Regions from separate parts of the Canis lupus genome. Here region 1 is linked to region 2. The links are chromatin contacts, called in public Hi-C maps. All regions are on one chromosome and are shown on one strand. Each heading gives the region's core, a stretch centred on a gene start, on an enhancer-like site or on the middle of the called end of the contact. The rest is flanking DNA. Distances are from core to core; before and after follow the strand shown.

Region 1 (3,215 bases), core at 676-3,175, 210 kb after region 2:
CATATGTTCCCCAGACTAGAGGAATGTAAGTAACATAACATACCCTCTATATACTATTTTCTTCCTCAGTTCCTCATGTCCTTGTTGGAAACATAGCTTTCATTCTTTAAGACTGCTTTCAAGTTCTAATATCAGAGAACTTCTGCAAAAACCAGATATGGGCTTGATGTGCAGTGGATTGAGAAGTTGAAATACCATAATGCTTGCATACAAAAGCAGTGAAAAGTCAATTATGTTCTTTCTCTGTGGGTACAGTAAATAATGATAAACCAGGCAGGAAAATCATAAAGTTCCTTTTTTTCTTTCTTTTTTTTTTTTTTTTTTTTTTTTTTTAAGGAAAAGAAAGAGTATAGCTAGGGAAAAAAAAGAGAAGGACTTTGTCTCTGGTTGACCAGCTAGCCCAGAGATTCTATCAGAGACAGTAAAAATTGCAGCAACTTAAAAAAAAAAAAAAAAAATTGCAGCAACTTAATGATGGCTTACAAGATGGAGAGTGCCACTGGTTTGAGGTCCTTTGTTGGGTATTTTTGGAGGACCTGGAGTGGGCCTGCAAGGAGGTAATGTTTGAGGTAAAAAGAAGTGAGGGGCAAGATTCCAGTCAGAATCTGACAGGGGTACAAAGGTCAGAATGAGTACAGTGATGTGATGGGAATAGACTCTGAGGAACATTGTCTGTCCTACCCAAGGGAGGGGCTGCCCCACAGGAGAAGGATATAAGCCTCCTTTTCTCTGAAGAAGGGTCAGGGACAGGCAGTGTGACTGAGTAGTGGCCTGTGCTGTTTCTTTCTGGCAGAAAGCCTTCATTAAGAGTTTCTCAACTGCCAAGGAAATTAGGCCCCCGTTCAGCCAAGTTAAAATTCAACCCTTCACCTCCAGCCCCACTCCTTCCAGATCCTTTAAAATTGACCATAAGACCTTTAAAATTGCTGGAATAATGGGGCAGAGAAGAAAAGATTAATGGTTTTCCCTAAGCAATTAATTTGGGCCTGCTATTTGAATAACTAATGTTCTAGTATCCTCTTATTTTGCTTTCCACTTAAAATTCAAAGCAGACTCATAACTACTCCATATGAGAACAAGTTCTGGAGTTTCCTGTCACCTATATAGATAAATTATATAGTTATACACACACACATACACACTCCAGAGTTACAATTTATCTCCCTCCTTCAGTTTCTTTTTTTTTTTCTTAAAGATTTTATTTATTTATTCATGAGAGACACAGAGAGAGAGAGAGAGAGAGGGAGAGGGAGGCAGAGACACAGGCAGACAGAGGGAGAAGCAGGCTCCATCCAGGGAGCATGACGTGGGACTCGATCAGGGGTCTCCAAGGTCAGGCCCCGGGCTGAAGGCAGCGCTAAACCGCTGAGCCACCTGGGCTGCCCCCTCCTTCAGTTTCTAATACATTCTGACCTGGTGCCCTTCACCTTTTAAGTGGTGAAGACAGTAAAGGAAATCTTAGCATTTGACATTCAGCGCATCATAAACATACAGCTATACATGCAAGTTGTGTAGGAAAGCACAGAATTATCATACTACTTGAAAAAAAAAATTAGCCATTTCCTCCAAGAAGAAAAAAACGTTTGGCCCAAGAATTTTGTATTCTTCTTCTTTTCTTTTTCTCTTAATTCCTGAAACCTACCATGAAGATCCCAGGGAATGAATAGAGTTTCCAAGTTTGCTTCTTGGTTATTCTGAAACACTCCTTTTTGGGATATACACAGATGTGTGGATCTTTATTAGATATGGTCTTTGCCCAAATGCCTAACTCAGTCTGTTTTCTTGCTATTATCTTCAAGTGAAATCCAAATCTCTAGGAGGAACTTAAAAAAAAAAAAAAAATAACACCTGGTCTGGCACCCAGAACCTTAAGGGCCAAAAGCCAGAGCAGATTCTCCAGCTATAAGAATCAAACCATTCATCGTCTGGCCTTCGGGTCTGCCAGCCAAGAGGGAACAGGAAGCTTGCTGTGAGTCCAAGACTGTGGAATGCAAAACCCCAAGCAGTTACTTGCTGTGGTTTTAAGCTTTGTCCTGAAAGTTAAGAACAATGTGAGTGCTCTTCTAAATAACATTGTAGTCAATAAATACCCAACTAGCACCTAAAGTCTTTGAACCTATTCTAGAAGTCACTCTTTACATGATATTTCAACACCGTATTAGTCTTTAAAGCAAATTTAATATGGGTACTCGTGTACCAAGTACCCAGACTGCCTGCCTGATTAGGTTGCTATTTAAGACCTAGCAGATCAAATGCCCTCCCTAAAAATCCTTAGTAGGCATTTTAATGCCTTATGGAAACCTCAGCTAGCTATTGGACAACCTTTCTCATGGGTCATCCTTGAGTTATAGTTTACAGATTTGTATGGGGTGAGAGGGCTGTTTGAGCAGGATCTGAGTTTGTCGTGGTTCACATATATGTGCATTTAGACTCTATGTTCGCTGGCAATCCAATTTAATAGCTCATTTCCAAATCCTTTCTTGGAAAAGGAATTCAGATTACATAATCATGAAAAACAAACCTGTTGCCACCCAGCATGAGCTAACATGTTATAGTACTTTATGGCCTCAGGTTAGTAAGCCAGCACCCGGTTTCTTGCACCAAGGAGAACACTGGGAAAGTGAAGATCTGCCAGTTTTGTTAAAGTAATGCCACTTAGTGGTAATGACATAGGCGATTCACCTTTCTAGTTAGATCACACTACCTTAGGACTGCATGATCATTAGCACCTCAGAAGCCGATTAAAGCAATTCTTTAGATTAGCTCGTCTTAGTAGGAAGACCACCTTGGGTGTTCCTAGTCATCCTCAAGATTCCCATCAAATGCATCCTCCGCAGCACAGCCTTCCCTGACACAAATGAAGTCATGAGCTCTGATCCTGTGTAGCCATCCACAAGCATAAATTGTCTATCAAATTCAACCAAAGAATTGGGGTGTTCTGGGTTTCTAAATACTTTCATTCAGATGGGCTTGGGAGATAAAAGCCTTTCAACTCAATTTAATACTATATTTCCTGGCTTAAGAGCCATACACAGATAACCTTGTGATTAATACACCTTATAAACTTAGTATTGAGTGTAAAAATCACCTTCATTCTTCCTGTAGAAATTAAAGATGATTAGGTGACAACCTATTCAGAATAGTGGGTGTCAATAATTATCTTTTTTTAAAAAAGGCTTTATTGGTTTATTTGAGAGAGAGAGAGAGAGAACATG
Region 2 (3,392 bases), core at 637-3,136:
CCTGGCGTCCGCCGCATCAAAGTTGTGTAGTATTGATTTCATCTTCTTGTTTCACTAGTGTGGTCAGGAGCTGGATGTGGTGGTGGAAGAGTTTTATGGTCTAAAGCTGGGAAGAAGAGTTCCTTGAAGGCCCTCGTTGGTTGGGTGTCGTCCTCCAGGCAAACACGATGCCAAGGGCTTGCTTACGTTATGGTACCTAATCCTCACGGGGACACCCAAGGACGCAGATGGGAACAGACTCTTAGGGTAGCAAGCAATTTACCCGAGGGACAGAGCTCACTAGGATTTGACTACTGTGATCCATATTCTTAACCACTACCTGATAGCGCTTTCTTAGCTTGAAAACGCATCACATTCACATTAGGGGAAGAACTAAAAGCGGTGAAGGAAATTGTACAATGGCACATTTTTTTCCGCAGCCATAAAAAAAGAAAAAAAAAAAAAAAAAAGAACTGTCCCCTCGTGGGGACTCCTTCCTTAGAAATGCTTCAACTAAAGTGCTGAGCTTGGGTGAAAGTTTAAATTTAACCAGGAGGTTGAAGATTTGTAATCCTAAACGTGTTTACAGCCGAATCAAGGGGTCTGTTCCCCGTGGCTAGAATTTTTCAATTGTGTTTAAGATAGTTGAGGTCTTCAATTTTTCCTGAAGTTTGTTTAAGAAAAATATGCTTCTTGAAGAAAAAAAAATTCCCTTTCACTTTTGCTTAGATTTCTGTAATGTACTTTTTCAGAGGGTGTGAGGGTAGGGGCAGAGTGGATGAAATAGCTCCTTGAACCCAGCCTTGGGACGTGTCCAAGTCCGGAGGCCTGAGCCTGTCCTTTCCTTGACACCAGAGCACCCCCTAGTGAGCTGCTGGAGATCTGTGAGCTCAGCCAGGAGAAGATGGGCTCCGTGTTTGAGGACAGCAACGTGTACATGTTGCACATGATGTACCAGGCCATGGGTGTCTGCTTGTACATGCAGGACTGGGAAGGAGCCCTGCGATACGGACAGAAAATCATTAAGCCCTACAGGTGATTGCCATGGCTGTTCTCGTCCTCTTAGCAGGGAATGGCATTTGGTGATCTGGAATGCTGTTTTCTGTTTTCTGGGCGTCCTGTGTCGGAACATGCCTAGAACAGCTTTCTCTTCCTGCACCCACACCTGGAGGTACAGGTGCAGGGTGCTGCTCCATTGGGCCCGGCCTGTGCACTCCGCCAAGACACACACCTGTGGAGGCTTGTTGAGGTTAGGAAGGGGGTGCTGGGGCAAGAGCCCTGCCAGGACCTGTCCAGGGTGCTGTATCCAAAGTAGTTAATTCACATCAGTCTTAAAAAGGCCACCAGCTTGTGACTTTCCCCTCCCCTGCCTTCCCAGTTACACACACTGATTAATTGCTGAGTGGTGGTCTCCCATCCCTGCTCTTCCATCGTTACTCCGGCCATCCTCTCATTGTGCTTTTTGAAAATTGCAGCCCAGTTTGCAAACGGGGACAGGCTAGGACCATTGAGCTGGCTCTGGTTATCCATTAACAGTCCCCCTCCCCCGCTTCTGAATAAAGCAAGTTGGATTTTAACTTAACAGTAATAATGAATACCAGCCCCGGGGAAGTTTCCTGTCGAGAGGGTTTTTAAACCTTAAAGTGTGACAGATGGAGGTTGTGGCAGTGTCCTCTGGCTCTGATTAGCCATTTCAGGGCTGGGATGGCCTAGATCTTATCAGTGGGGCGCCTGTTAAACACATTCACATTGTGTATTTGCAGGATTTCCCCAAGACCAAGTAGCTCAGAATTTCTGGGCACTAGAGCTGAGAGCCCTGTGCCCCAGAAGCACCCCAGTGTCTCTCATGGATTTGAGAAGCCCTAAGTACTCCCTCACTGTCTAAGGTTGGGGACTGTAAAGTCTGTGTCCAGTCAGGATTTCCAGAGCCTTCCATTTACCCTGCGCTGCCTGGATTAGCCATCAGGGGGAGTTCGAGGGAAGACAGCTCCTAAAATCTGCTCTTGGAAAAAATTTGCTGCATCATTGAGGATCTCAAGGCCTATCTTCTTCCTGGGGTGGGTGAGAAAGTCCTCTGGCCTTAGGCACACTGCCCTCTGTGAGATCTGGAGGGAGGGGATGGGAGAGAGAGAAAGAATGGGAAAGAATGAGATCATCTTAGCTTTGTGGTCGCTCTCCCAGCAGCAGGGCCTTGCCTTACTGGTCCCTTCCTTAGCTTGAGCCCCTCCTGGAGGCCAGCGCTGGGCCCTCTGTGGGGCCACTGGCTCCAGGGCTTCCTCCAAGCAGCATGATGCCGTCTGCCCAGGAAGACAGCCAGGATGTGTCTCTCTTGGATGGATTTTGAGGGTAGAGAGGTACAGACCCGTCTGTGAATCAACACCTACACATGCATTTCTCTCCCGCCACCCCCTCTTACCCATAAGCTGCCTCCTGGTCTCTTTCCCTGGCAGGCTGTTAGCCTTCAATGGAAACCAGAGAGAACACCTACTGTATAGAAAGCCCTCTACTGGACACCGGAGAAAGCTTATCTAGAAGTAAAGTAGGTGTTCTCCTGACTTCAGAGACCTAGCTTTGCTAGATAGCTTTGCTAAACCAGCTGGTACCATATTCTGTGACAGAGAGCGGGGGTCCTAAGACACATGGGTATGTGTGTATTTTTAGGGGTAATGCCTTTTTAACATGAGGGGTTAGGCCTAGTGTGTTCATAGAAAGGGGATTCATTTTAAAAGGTGTTTTCTCAGAGCCCTGCGTTGGGTGCACCTAAAACAACAATCTGGGACTGGGATCGAATGTCGTGTTTATACATGTTTTTCTGTGGGATTTCTCCTGCAGTTTTTCTGTAGCTTTTCAGAAACACACCAACTGTGTGAAAGGAAGTGCCTCTGCGGTGCTTAGACAGGGGCAGACCATCCATGCTGTCCATCCAGCACCTGCCGGGGCTTGGAGCAGGCTGCTCGGGAGCCTTTGACACGTGGCCTGTTATGTTCTCTCTTCTTCCAGCAAGCACTACCCTCTGTACTCCCTCAACGTGGCCTCCATGTGGCTGAAGCTGGGGAGGCTGTATATGGGCCTGGAAGACAAAGCTGCTGGAGAGAGAGCCCTGAAGAAGGTGCGTCTGCAGCGCGGGGCTGGGGGTCCTGCCCTCCCGCTTGAAAGGGCTGAGTGACTCCAGTCACTCCTAGAGGACACCCTGTTCTTGACCCACCTGTGGTCAGAGGAGTGGGAGGGGGCGTGTTGGGCAGGTCAGGGTAGGGTAAGCGATGGAGTCTTTGCCTTGTCTGCATCCGGGCCCTCCTGTACGGAAGGGGTGCACACATCAAGAGGGGCTGGCCTCGATGCCACGCACAGCCCGTGACTGGGGAGACGGGGCCACTGCCCTTATCCCGCGTGAGGCCCTGGAAGTGGACCAGAGG

The links. Hi-C and Micro-C count contacts between places; a contact is called where the count stands out from the background.
Region 1: a Hi-C map of skin fibroblasts shows a contact between it and region 2, with 2.2 times the contacts expected there. The contact joins two enhancer-like sites. A contact is called at or near these places in 2 of 9 Hi-C or Micro-C datasets (amygdala and skin fibroblasts).

What each region holds. Positions count from the first base shown.
Region 1 is chr7:12,400,101-12,403,315 of UU_Cfam_GSD_1.0, forward strand. No RefSeq gene overlaps it. Among named protein-coding and RNA genes, the nearest start is that of CENPF, 19 kb to the right of the region's middle. Within about 2 kb of position 1,926, at least 2 of the 20 cell types and tissues checked have an H3K27ac peak or open chromatin away from gene starts, as enhancers often do.
Region 2 is chr7:12,187,680-12,191,071 of UU_Cfam_GSD_1.0, forward strand. SMYD2 (N-lysine methyltransferase SMYD2) reads left to right here. Exons shown (of 12, transcript XM_038542134.1): 10 at 840-1,014; 11 at 2,980-3,088. Among named protein-coding and RNA genes, the nearest start is that of SMYD2, 46 kb to the left of the region's middle. Within about 2 kb of position 1,887, at least 4 of the 20 cell types and tissues checked have an H3K27ac peak or open chromatin away from gene starts, as enhancers often do.